Regions from separate parts of the Zea mays genome. Here regions 1 and 2 are each linked to region 3. Evidence: chromatin contacts called from public Hi-C data. All regions are on one chromosome and are shown on one strand. The core of a region is the stretch at or near the end of the contact, and the rest is flanking DNA. Distances in the headings are between cores, read along the strand shown. Region 1 holds the start of LOC103651130 (autophagy-related protein 18f). Region 2 holds the start of LOC100285877 (peroxidase 56). Region 3 has its middle 6.0 kb from the start of LOC103651132.

Region 1 (4,323 bases), core at 352-2,851, 200 kb after region 3:
AGGATGTAGCATATATAGTGTCATAGTGTCTTGTCTTGACCAACCATCACTTTCCAATCCCAAGATTAAAAGCAGGACCCAAAGTTAACTTGACTAATTGTGAAAGCTGCATGGTTCCATATCTGCAGCTTGGCTTGTACGATTATACCCGAATCATCTCAGCGTATTTGCAAACTTCTTAGTTCTGAACAAGCACCACTAACTACTAAAATAATACAGTAGCCCGTCTGATCAGCAGTCTCTCAGTATGACACTTCCTATAGCAATATCTTTGAAAAATATGTTGTCGTAAATGGGAATAGCTATATACTAGTATGATAGTATTTTCCATAATGAACCTAGTAACAATGTGAATTGTGTTATCAGTCTATGTTAATTTTTAGAAAAAATTGATAGTCAAAGGTAAAATAGTTTGAATTAGGAGTAGGACAAACCTAAATGGACTTGATAAGACGAAGCACTAAAAGAGCATCTAGTTCAAATAACAGAGATGGTATACTGATTGTCAGTATAAGTGCATGAAAAAACTGACAATAACCCTAAATCCTAGTAGGTATGACTTGGGGCAGAAACAGAAACGGAAGTGCCTTCCAGTTCCAGCCATCAACACACTTTTTTGCTCATTTTAACTAACGCACACGTGAACCAACTAAAAGCTTCCCCAGTGCCCTATAATTAGCAGGGTATCAATATAAACTACTAGTAAATCTTATATTTGCACACACAAAAAAGTAGGGGAGCGACATACTAGTATCGATTAAACAAGCAAAGGTTAACGAACCTGGTCACGACTTGCATCCTCCTCGTGGCTGGCCATCGAGTTGACCAGCGATGCCCCGGCCGAGCGCAGCGTGGAGGCGGCCGTGGACGCCCCCGACGACACGATCCTCATGCAGTTGGAGAGCGACCGCGCCGAGAAGAAGCCCCCGCCGGCGCGAGGAGCCGGCGCGCCGTCCCGCATGAAGCCGGTCCGAGAATCACACCCGTGCACGCTACCGCCTCCCCAGATGCAATCCACACGAAGCAAGCCCAGACTTGGCTTCCAAGCTAGATAGTTGAGGAAGCCGAGGCCGAGACGAAACCACCAATCCGGCAATCAGACCGAACCAAGGCGTTCCGAATCGATCGCTGATGCCCCCGGGCTGTTTCTGTGGGGACTCGTGGGACTCTCGCAGAGAAACAGCCCACTGACCGTATCCTCAGGTGCTCGCCATGGGCGCGGGAGGAGGGCGGCGCTCGAGGTGGGGGAAATCGGCACGCGCGGGGCGAGAGGCCTAGTAGATCGTCCGGCGGGCGGGGGCGGGGAGGACTGGTGGTGGGGAGCGGCCGAACCGGTGGTGGTTGCACGGGGACGAGCAATTCGATCGGAGAAAGCGAGGGTTTGCCTGCGGTTCCGTGTGTTTTTTTCCTCCTCTTTTCGCTGGACGAGACGACGGGATTAAGAGAAATAGAATACTAGCTGCTAAGCAGTGTTCAGTTCGGGTTTGTTTGTGGGTAGGAGAGAAGAGAGAATACGGCGCGGAAGCAGGGCGAGACGGGTGAAGTGGGGTGGGGCGGCCGCTGCCCGTTGGCTTGCCTGGGGAGATAAACCAAACGGCTGGGGGATAAACCAAGCGTCATCTAGCCGTCTACGAGATAAATGTGTACAGCTTGCCGTGTAGGGAAGTACAAGTACTCGCGTCGTTGGCTGCCGCCTACTTTTTAATTTCTGAACGTTGGGGCCTGGGGGTCAGAGCTGAGCAGATCTGGCGTTCTCGACCGGACTTTCATGGCATACCCGTACGATGATTACGTACATAATGTCCCGTTCGGAACACACGGAGTGGAGCACGAACCACGAATGCAGAAAATGTCGTAGCACGAACAGGAATCTTGGTTCCCAAGGCAAATTTGGCTCCTAATAAAGCCCGGATATTGCAAATGCAAGCTGCCAGGTAGTTTGAGTACCCATCCCAACACCCCGCAACTAGGAGTGTAGAATATGTCGATTGCACATGCGAGGATACGACCATAACGTGAAAGCATGCTTTGTGGAACACGCAAGGGCCCGTGTTTAGCATGGGAATCACTTGAGATCCAGCTGAATAAACCGGGCTCTGCTAAGCAACAGAGCGTGCCTGTGGATACTAGTCGCAGCCAAAACAAAAATGCTGCAACGAGCGTGCCGTGATTTTTTTTTCCTTCGCTCAAGAGATCAGGGGAGAGAACAGAGAAGGCATGTACCTGCACCCTTTGGATCCATTGCATTTCTTTTTGCCTTTTTCACTAAGGCCTTGTTCGGCACTTCTGGAAAATTTTTCAGATTGGTTTTTCACCCCACATGGATTGGGTGAATCCAAGCCTTTCACCCAATCCCTTGTGGGATTTAATCCCAAAACTCAATTAACCAATGTTTGTTCGTTTGGTCCATATGGATTATATTCCAAAACCCAAACAACTATGTTTGTTCGTTTATTCCATGTGGATTAAACCCCAAACTTAAATACCAACAAAAGCCAATAAAACCAACAAAATTAAAGCATAGAACAAGTCATTTCTCAAGAAATTTATGTGTCATACGATTCTCGATACATATATTAATTTGTTCAAAAAAATTAAGCATGTAATGTCTCTGTGTGAGCTATATTTTGTTCAAAAATTTAAGCATGCCATACAAGTCTTGCAACAACCTGCCTTCAGGTTCTATTACATGATGAGCCCAAACATGAAGAAATGCAACATATATATAGCTCATACTGGTGTGCAAGGCTCTGCCTCCATATGACCAATATTCCCTGTCTGTAAAGTTTAAATAAGGAATAAAGCAGAAATCAACAGATAAAAATTTGAAATTTATGTAGAAAGCAAACCAAAATAATTCAAATGGTGCTAACTGTTATCAAATTAAAAGTGCAGAATAATGTGCTACCATATTAAATGAACTACAATTAGAAAAAAGCTAGCTACTGGACAAAAGCGAAGCTTTAGATAAGAGATACCAGTTTTCAGGTGCCTACACTATTTGACATTGTTGTACCTATTTGTCTGCACTATTAGATATAGAGATACCAATTTTAAGTTTTCGGGTACAAGTTTTCAACTAGCTTGTTTGCAGATTCTCAGGAAGCTGTTTTGGTTTAGTTACATGTCAACGATCCGCAAAGCAAGTCGAGCTACTGTCACTGCATCAGTGCTCTGCAAGTATAATATAAGTGTTCACTTGTAGATTTCACATTACAGTCTTCAACCTAACAAAGTCTAAAATTAGGCTACAAATCACAAAGGTACAACTTATGGCACAATCTTCACAGGAAGCGTGATGTTGAAGTTCATGTTCTAAAAATAATTTACTCTTTTGTATTACCTTTTAGCTATTAGCTAGAACAAGGAAAAATGACACCACCTGCGATAGTGGATCATGTATCTAACAATCATAGTCAAGCATTTTTAAAAGAGAAGTTGACGAGAAGTTGACAGTTTAACTATGGATCTATGTATTAATAGAAGAGTGGAAAACATAATAAAAAACATTTAAACACAAAACAAAAACAATATCTGCCAACGAAGACAGGTAGCCATACATGCCGTCTCTTCAATTAATCACATCAGGAGATTGATGTAGCAGCAGAACAGTGAAGTAGAGCCACTAAATATAAACAAGTTTATCTCTGGTTAGATGGTAGCTATTGGATCTGTGATCATGTTTATATTCAGTACAATCGTCAGTACTCAGGAGCAACTATCGGTCTTCAGTGTTCACGGGGCATCCAAAATATGGTCTACTTAAAATATGAGAAGAAACAACCATGCGGCTCGCTCGGTGGCCAGCGGCCCAGAGACTCAACTCTTCATTGCTCACGCTCGGCAGTCAGCATGGCACTCGCCGCCATCTCCGGTGACCGGTGCCCCGCGACCCCCGACCCCCTCCCTCAACCACGGCACCGCCCATCTACCATGAACACCGGGACCAAGAAATGACTCGAAACCCTAGCTAACAAAAGAGAGAGGTACCTACTAGAGAGAAGGTTGCCAACACAGTAGAAGTTGCTGGCGACGCGGAGAGCCGTCACGACGACGGCATGCCGCTCATCGGCCGGTTGCGCCGCCGCCGTCGCTCGTCACGCGTATACGTGTTATCGCTCGCTCTGGATTCGTTTCCATACCCTTCGAGTCCTGGCTCTGTTCCATGACCTCCTCTGTCAAAAAAAATCCAAGCCCATGGGTTAAAAATCCTAGTGGGCTTAACCGAACCGAAAAACAAATAGGATCACAGAAATTTACTGGGCTTGGATTTCAGCCTGGATTGGCCCCCAATCCAGACCCAATCCGGACTGGTTGGGTACA
Region 2 (4,452 bases), core at 295-2,794, 250 kb after region 3:
CGGTTAGTAATTTCTAGTCAACGTACGCGGCGCAGGCGCTCCTGATCTCGCCGTTGTCACCCGTGAGCACCTCGATGCGGCCCATGTTGGTGATGGCGGCCGCGTAGTCGGCGAAGAATTCGTCGGGCGACGCCGCGTCGGCCATGCGCTCGACGTACGCGCTGGTCCACGGGTCGTCGAGGAGGGCCTGGTCCGAGGTGAAGAGGCCCCGGTTGGCGCGCACGTTGCGGTAGTAGCTGAGGTCGAAGGTGTAGGGGCTGCGCGGGTCCATCTCCACCATGGTGGTGTCGTCGGCGAGCCCCGGCTCGCACATCTCCCGCAGCTGCGCCGCGTACGCCTTGTTCAGCGACGGGTCCTGCCCCACGTGGCCGCTGTAGTTGTACAGCCGGTCCGACGCGAACGTGGTGCACTGCGCCCTCCCGATCGTGTGGCTTCCTGCACTGCATGCAGTCAGGGATTGTTCCGTGTGTACCACCGTCGTCGATCGATCAGTCGTCTAGCTACTTTGCTTGCAGGACGTACGTACGTACGTAGTTGGACAGCTCATTGGTTGTATTGTACCTGACAGCACGACGAGGTCCTTCCAGCCCAACCCCTTGAAGCTGAAGTAGGTCTTGAGGTCGACGATTTTGGAGGAGGGCGGCGGGAGGTCGTTGTCGGCGTCGTACTCCGCCGACACCTTGCCGTCGCGGCGGCCGGTCTCCACGGCGTACCGCGGCCCGTTGCTCTGGGAACAAGGAGAAGCCGCTTCTTCAATTCAATTAATGTGTAGCTAGGTTGATATGGTCCGATCGAGGAGAGCAACAAATTATGTCGGAGGCTGCTTATAATTATTTTATTTACCAGGTACACGGCGTCCCGGGCCGCCATGACGATGATGTCCGCGCACGACACGGTCAGCGGGCACGCGTCCTCCAGCTTGGCCTTGATGTGCTCGATCTCGGCGTAGCCCCGGAGGCCGTAGCTCGGGAAGGCGTCCCTCTCCGCAGTCCCGTTCCGCGAGACGAGCATGATCGACGCGTCGCAGCCCTGCGCACGCGCGCGAGGCAACAACAACAACAAAAAAAAAAAGACATCCAGGAAGCTCGTATCAAGCAGTAGGCAGACGATGAGAAGGCCGGCTGCGGCAACGTACGCACCCGGACGAGGCAGTCGTGGAACATGAAGCGCAGCAGCGCCGGGCCGATGGTCTCGTCTTTGTCGACGAGGGTCCGCATCTCGGCGAGCACCAGGTCCTCCGCCTGCGGGCACTTCTCGTTGTAGAACCCCACGGCGAGGCCGGCGACCGGGAGTCCCGGCAGCAGCATGCTCACCGCGGGGTCGTCCGCCCGGCAGCGAGCGACGGCGGCCGCCACGACCACCACCAGCAGCAACAGCCGCCGCCTCAATGCCATCGGCCGCCTGGAACTGGAATTCGATCGGTGGATCGGAGAAGGCAGAGAACTGGACGCCCGCGGCCCAACCGCGTAGCGTACGCCTGGAGTATAAAACTGCAAGTATCCGCCAGCCAGCCCTCCCCCCGGGCGCGAGCATAAACAAGTGATGGGAAAGTCTTCGCTGAAAGCGAGGCAGTGGTAGGTAGGTCGACCCTCGCTTTCGGGATCTCAGAACCCGGCTAGCTAGCGGAATACAAAGGAGAAGCGAGCGCAATAGCCATTTCACACGGGACGGGGATCGGCAGGCAGGAGGCGGGCGAGCAGGTGCACGGATTGGGCCCGTCCTGTCATGCCCTTTGCGATCGTCAACGGGAGGATTCTTTCAGCCGACTACCAGAGCCATCAGCCCATGTCTACATGTACATGGCTTGGCTGTTCACCAGGACCAGGAGGCTGGGAGTTTGTCGCCATGGTCGCTGGACCGTACCTGATGATATTGTAAGCAACCATGACTTGGAAGCTTGTTAAGAAGAAAGAAAATTCACCCAGCGACCAGCGAGGTGTAGCGCGGGATTCAGCTCGTGGCCTATGTTAGCTGCGTACGTGCTGACTGCGAAACGGTTGACGCACGGGCGTTGTTGCCCAGCACCAGCAAGACGGAGGAGGCCGCGGATGTTTCTTGGTGAACCAGTCCACCTGCCGGGGCCATCTTCTGGGCTGTTACGCTTAAGCGTACTTGTTCAAAGTCAAAGTTTTATCGTTTCGCAGGATGGAATTGTAAAACTGGACATATGCGATAAAGAATGTCGTCCACCGAATCAGGTATGAGGCTATCTTCAGCAGCCTGCTCCCTATTTTAATCCACGCTTGGTAAATTAAGAGCGGCGCACCGCGCACGGTCTTCCCATGTGTTTTTACAGTAGTTACAACACTGGACCTCGAAAAGAAGAAATCCCAGAAGGAAGCAGAAACAGAGAAAATAAAGAAGAAATCTGACAGCGATAAAGCTTGTAGGAAAGAATTGGAAAATGATAAATCTCCTAAGAGGGATTCAGCAAATGAGAAAAAGGCAAGCTAAACAATTCGATCAAAAAGCTAGACATATCACTTCAATCACCTCCACAGACTGCTCACCAGTTCAATATTCATCCAGTATAGGGCAAAGTCAAGAGGATTACAGACTCTGCTACCTTTCAAAGTTCAAACAAATCAGTAAAAGAGGATGAAGATCCGGAAGCAAAAGCACCATTTGACTAAGCAAACGAAGCCGCTGCTGTTGATGGCACATGAACATCGGCAACAAAACTGGGCGCCGGTTGTTGGGGTGCAGGTCAGGGAAGAGAACAGGGCGCTGGTAAATGAAGAGACTGCCTACAGGCAGGGCCAGATTTGGTAGAGCTTCACCAGGGCGCCCGCCCTACGAACCCAAATCCGATGGACCTATAGATGGCCATATGACACTAACACGATGGATCAGCTCAAGTACGACATGAAAAAACACGAATCAGACATGACCTGGCCCTGCTAGTATAGTGACACTGCCTGGTACGGTACAACTAAAGTGCTGTGACTGGGCCACCATCTCGATCCGTAGTGCTGGCACGAGCACGACACAGTTATATTTTTTTATTAAATTTAATATTTTATATATATTAAGTATAAGAATTCAACATATAACATTATAACTGGGGGTGGAAACGAGCCGAGCCGAGCTCGGCTCGCTCATGCAACGAGCCGACCTTGGCTCGGCTCGTTCATCTGGCGAGCTCGAAAAAGCGGCTCGGCTCGGCTCGGCTCGCTCCAGGCTCGCGAGCTGTTGACCGAGCCAACGAGCCTAGCCATAAACGTAAATCTGTTTTCTAAATTATTATATAAAATCTTAAAAATATTTTAAATTAGTAAAATAGATATATCACTAATATAATATAGAAAATAGATTATTTTTGTATAGTAATCTCGAATAACATAAATTATTGTCTACTCGGTACTAATATTATATGCTAATTAAGATTTTATGTAACAAATTGTTGTTGGGTCGAGTCACGAGCCAGCTCGCGAGCTGCACCGAGCCGAGCCGAGCTGGCTCGCTCTTTTCACGAGCCACAAAAACAGGCTCGGCTCGGGCTCGTTTTGAGCGTCGAGCCGGTCCGAGCCGAGCCGAGCTGCTACGAGCCCGAGCCAGCTCGTCGAGCTTGAGCTTTTTTTTCCAGCCCTAATTATAACACAATAAAATTGTAGCCGCATTGGCTAGGTGGGTGTGTTTAAGTCTCTCATACACTTGGTTGCGTGTTTAAGCCCCCATAGCTACACATTTTTTGCTGAATTATACATTATACTCAGATGAGCCAACGTGCTACAGGACCGGCCTAACACGACTAGCATGTTGACGGACCGTGTCTGGGCCGCTACGGCGGCACGTGGGCCCGTCTAGCACGGCATGGTTTGCTAACCGGGCCTGACGGGTCGTGCCTTAAATGGGTCGTGCCGAACACGGGTCGTGTCGGGTCGGGCCGACCGGGCCCGTTTAGCCATCTATAGATGGACCCCCTCTCCATATCTTTCTGATATGTATCTTAATTTTCGTCTACTAAAAAACTGAAGTTAAGTTTACTAGAAACATCAGTATATTCTATGTAGATTTTTGAGTATATCAAAAGGTAGATTTGTATTCTAATATATCTATTGCTTATTAGATCTTATTTACCATACTTGTGATGGTGGCATTAGCCGAAAGAAAACATTCTAAAGATAAAATCATTGAAGAACTATTTAACATCTACAATGTCTCAAGAACGCGTGAATGTATTGAAAAGTAATTGTTAGTTGAGGTTGGTATCAACACCATCATTGATGACTTTGCTTCAAAAAATATTAGAAAAACTTTTGAGATTTTATACGAATAATTGGAAACATTTTTAATATCATGTTAATTTCTACTGATAAAAAGTGTATATATATTAAGTAAGTAAAATTATATTTATATACAAGAGGCCTTGATATTTGAGTTCATCCTAGGTCTCAAAAATGTCATCTCCAACCTTGACGATAGGTCGAGGAAGAGAAATGTGCGCCAGTT
Region 3 (4,518 bases), core at 1,814-4,313:
CTAAAAACTTCGGGGAAATATATTATGGTAAGGCCCATTTCTTTGTTCTACATGCATGATTACATGTTTTACCGAAATGCTCGGCGCGCATAAAAAAGAAGCGTGTTTTATATATGAAGGAGATTTTGTTTTAAAATGAAATATTGTTCCCAACATAATAAAAAAGAAGGTGCAAATGAGAACATGTATGGCTCTGTCTCTTCAACCTCATAATGCCTTGTTCGTTTATACACCAATCCAGCTCTAGATTAGCATGAATTAGAATTAAATCTATGTTACAATCCATGCCCCCAAAATAATCCAAATCTACTTGATTTTTTTGTTCGGTTAAATTCATCATAAATTATAACCCAATAGTTTGATAATTTTTAAAATTATGGAAAACATGAATTCTATCCATAACTCATTAGGTATGGAACAAATTCATTACGATATTGACATATTGCACAAGTTTATATTATAATCCATGGATCAAAAAAATACTAGCTTTGAGAGATACGTGGATTAAATGATAGATTTAATCCCACCATATGATTTGATGTGAGGTATGAGTTCACCAAATTCAGACCCGTATTAAATTTATGGTGGGATTTCATCCCTCGTAACTGAACAAGGGCTGAGAGAGAAGATATACATCAGCTTGGAGGAATGGAGGGTAGGAGTGTCGGAGAAGTTCTAGCATATTGGTGCGTGCGGTCCTGAATGTTGTTTTGCGATTAATTGCACTTTGCTCCCATTTGAACTTTATTTCTCTTTGGCAGGCCGGGCGTCTTAATTCGATCACTGGGCAGCGCTCAACTGATACTCCTAGATCAGACATCTGTGTCAGCAACTCATTGATCTCGGTACGTACGTAGTACTAGCTAGGCGTCTAGGTCTCTGAAGATGACAGCGATCGAAGACGGAAACAAATCTAATAATGAATAGTACGGCTGCGACCATGCATATTCGAACCCTAACCATAAAAAAACAGTGATTTAGGCTAAGTTTTTTTTACCATACTTTAGGCATTTTTACATATGTGCCCTTAGTTTAGCACCACTCCTCATTGTATTAGTAAAATCGCCTCATCAATTACTAGCTAGAGAGGGTAGAAATGAGGAGTGGTACATGGATTTAAAATTCCTACAAATAAATTGCATACAACCATGTACGATTCCATGCATATGACAAGCTAGCGTTCCCTCTCTAGCCGTGACTTTGTACTCCAGCTCCAGCAGTATACTAGCTTAATTAGTTGTTCTATAAAGCACCGGGGGCGCTTATACGTGGGCATGCCTGGTTGCCAATCTTCCTGGAACCGCGAGCGTTTGGATCAGGTCTTTACACACGAACTCGTACAAATTCCAGCGATTGGATCGTAAAGACATCGATTCAAAAGGCCGAAACGTTAGTTCGTCCACCCCCAGTCGTGAGGGGGATCGGAGCTGGTGGCGATCGGCGGATCAAGGGGAGCAGACGACAAAGGCAAAGGCCGAAAGGCGTTGCGTTTAAAGCCGGAACAGGCGAGCGCGAGCCTACCGCTACAGCACACCCCCAGGCAACAAACAGGCAGGCATCCATGTGGACGGCACGGTACAAAGACGACAGGGCGGCCCCCGGCGCGGTGGCGCACCTTTGGCGGTAATGATCTCCGCGGCTCCGGGCGTGCGCGGCTTGCTGGAATGGGGCTGGGGGCTGCCGGACTGACTGGCACGGGGGTTTGTGTCATTGTGTGTTGTGTTGTGTGCGGGAGAGGGGGACCTGGAGCGGCCGGGGAGTGCTGCCAAACCGGCCAATCGCTCTGTACCGAACGTGCTGCTCCTGTAGCGTGCGTGCGTGCGTGCAACTGCCAATCATTGCTTGCCCCTCATCCAGACTGACTACCAGTTGTCAGACCATTTTGACCTGGTCAATCGGCCGTGCGGTCTCGTCAGTGCAGCGTCGTCCAACTGGTCAACAGCCGCATAGTATGCCGATCAGTCAGACCCATACGGGCTTGCAGCATGACACCGATCGAGCACTGGAGCACTGCAACGCCCCGCCCCAACCTGCTGTGCGTCGTCGCTCGCTCCCATCCGATGCTAGCTATGCCGCTACAGAAATCCTTGGGTTCCTGATAAGATCCCTCAGAATAAGCGACAGTGGTTGGGCTGGCCGGTTGGGTGGGAGTTTAAAGAAGCGTGGAGCACGGGACATGTTGCCCCGCCCGCGGCCCGCCCCATGCCACCGGTTAATGCAGGGCAGGGGAGGGGACGGTGGCGCGCTGACGGGGGGCCAGCCTGGTGCTGGCTGGTGCGGCATCCCCCCCTCGACGTCGACGTGGCTCGCTCCGCGGCCTCGGCCGGCCGGCCCATCCCTCCGTCGCCGCATCCCACGCGTCGTCGTCAGCCGAAAGGAAAAGGCGTCGCACGCGCGCGCGCTCCCGCCTCCAACTCCCGGCCGCGGCAGGGCATGGGTAGGATAGGAATGCCGGCCCCCCCGTGCTCTGCTGTCCTATGCGCCATCGATGGCCCGTCGGGCTGCATGGCTACCAAAGGCATATGTTACAGTTGCAGATGAGGCACTGAGGCGAGTAAACAAGAGGGGAGGGAGGGAGGCAGGGAATCAGAGCGCCATTCAATCCCTTGTCTCGTAACGTTTGGTGCCATGCCACACTCCGATCCGGCCCCGCGTTTGATTCCCACGCCCAGCAAGTACGCGCCAAAAAAGGGGGTTTCCCCCAGTGAATGGACGACGGAGCGATCTAGTTGGACTGATAAATGGCGGGGAAATCTGGTTGCGTCGCGTCCATTAACTCCGCCCCAGCTAACGATCGATGGCTGACGGACGATTCGTGCCGTCGAATCACCAGGCGGGGGACATGCCATGCCACGCGCTGTGCGCGGACCACGACGTGGCTCGGGGCTTCTTTTGGTGTCTCGCCTCCCTCCGCGCACGGTGGAGGGCGCCGGGCGGAATCATTGGTGCGCTGCATCTTGCCGTGAACCGCGCCCGTGGGACAGCGACGAGGCAGGGGACATTCCCAGCTACCGGCGGGCCCGCCCTGGCCTCCATCTGGTCGCTATCCTACCGCACGCCCGCAGGTGCGATGCCGGCGCTGTGTCTCACGACCAAGGCAACTGTGCGCGATTCAACCCTCCGCACGCGCTCCATCCCAACTGTCCAGATACGAGATCCGACACGACACTGTTTCCTTTCCTTTCCCCGGGCGCTCAAATAATAGGCCGCGCCGGTTTGTTTGGCAACTTGCAAGAAACCTCTAGGCTAGCCCTTCCTCCACACCAAATAATAGGTGCAGCGTTCCTTTTTTTTTTCATCTATGGGAGCCCAGCTGGGACTTATATTATCAAGCCCAGTCGTTATTAGCTACAAGCCCTCTATATGTGTTCTATCTTTAGGCCCAGGTTTCGATGTTTTTCTGCTGGGCCTAGGGGCGTCGGACACCTCTTATATGTACTAGCAAGCGATAAGACGTACATACAAAGACCATGTTGATTCTTCTCCCACGTCCCAAAACAGCTGACGTTCTTATCTTTAAGAGTCAATCATTTTTTTTAATTTGAACTAAATATATAAAAAAGATATTAATATTTATAGTACATAGTTTGTACTCCCTCCGTTTCTTTTTATTTGTCGCTGGATAGTGCAATTTTACACTATCCAGCGACAAATAAAAAGAAACGGAGGGAGTATCATTTTGTAATATCGTCATAGTAGGACCTATGGTCCCGAGCGTACCCAAAAGAGAAAAAACATGTTACAGATAGAGAGGGGACATGTATAACTGTTGGCTGATGGGCTCTAGCGTTTTCTAGATTGCTGATTTATCATTAAGATTGTAATTTTCAAACATATCTTTTCTTACCCAAATTTCTCTGTTACCAAAATTGCTAGTGAAATTTGCTAATTTGCTAAAAATATTTAGCTAGCTATTATCTAATTTGCTAAAAATGTCTAATTGTTGAACTTTTATCTAGACTGTTTGGATGTATACGACTAATTTTAGTAGCCAACTATTAGCTTTAGTGCATTTAAACATACCCATTGCCACGTGACATTTCTTTCAGCTGTTGAACTTTATCAAACTCTTAGTTGACGCGCATGATGAATGTCTTTAGAGCGGTCTGTACAACTCCGCATCAAGAAAAGGGCGACGTCTTAACAATCTCAAACTGGTTTAGCTTAACCAACCCAATCGATCTAGCTAGCTGGAGATTGTGTGTATGTGTGTGTGACAGAGAGTAAGCAACATGTAATTTTATATTGCTGAGGGTAAGCAACACGTAATTTTATATTGCCGGAGTTATATTGATGTAGCTAGCTGTGGTTAGTGTGGTTATAATATCACATTTATATTGCTGTAATTTTCCCATCAGGAAGATATGCATTTGAGTTAATTTTGGTTTTTTTAGGAAGATGTGGACGCTTAATCATACAATCCTTTCTATAAGACTCATGATTCTTTATACTCCAGCATCGCCGTATTCTTTTCTATTCTTTATCTTTGAGCTGAACTTGTATACCACACAACAGTAG

Evidence for each region. A called contact is a pair of places that touch in the nucleus more often than the background predicts.
Region 1: a Hi-C map of ear shows a contact between it and region 3, with 2.2 times the contacts expected there. The contact joins the promoter of LOC103651130 here to the enhancer-like site in region 3. A contact is called at or near these places in 2 of 25 Hi-C or Micro-C datasets (ear and leaf).
Region 2: a contact with region 3 is called in a Hi-C map of ear, with 1.6 times the contacts expected there. The contact joins the promoter of LOC100285877 here to the enhancer-like site in region 3. A contact is called at or near these places in 2 of 25 Hi-C or Micro-C datasets (ear and tassel).

The regions. Positions count from the first base shown.
Region 1 is chr3:194,955,872-194,960,194 of Zm-B73-REFERENCE-NAM-5.0, reverse strand. It overlaps LOC103651130 (autophagy-related protein 18f), which reads right to left and starts at 1,601. Exons shown (of 8, transcript XM_008676728.4): 1 at 782-1,601. The coding sequence starts at 961.
Region 2 is chr3:194,910,616-194,915,067 of Zm-B73-REFERENCE-NAM-5.0, reverse strand. It overlaps LOC100285877 (peroxidase 56), which reads right to left and starts at 1,544. Exons shown (of 4, transcript NM_001158767.1): 1 at 1,140-1,544; 2 at 844-1,029; 3 at 562-727; 4 at 1-435. The coding sequence starts at 1,394. The coding sequence ends at 14.
Region 3 is chr3:195,158,491-195,163,008 of Zm-B73-REFERENCE-NAM-5.0, reverse strand. No RefSeq gene overlaps it. Among protein-coding and RNA genes, the nearest start is that of LOC103651132, 6.0 kb to the left of the region's middle. Within about 2 kb of position 3,063, at least 19 of the 20 cell types and tissues checked have an H3K27ac peak or open chromatin away from gene starts, as enhancers often do. A contact at or near this core is called in ear, leaf and tassel, where this site is marked.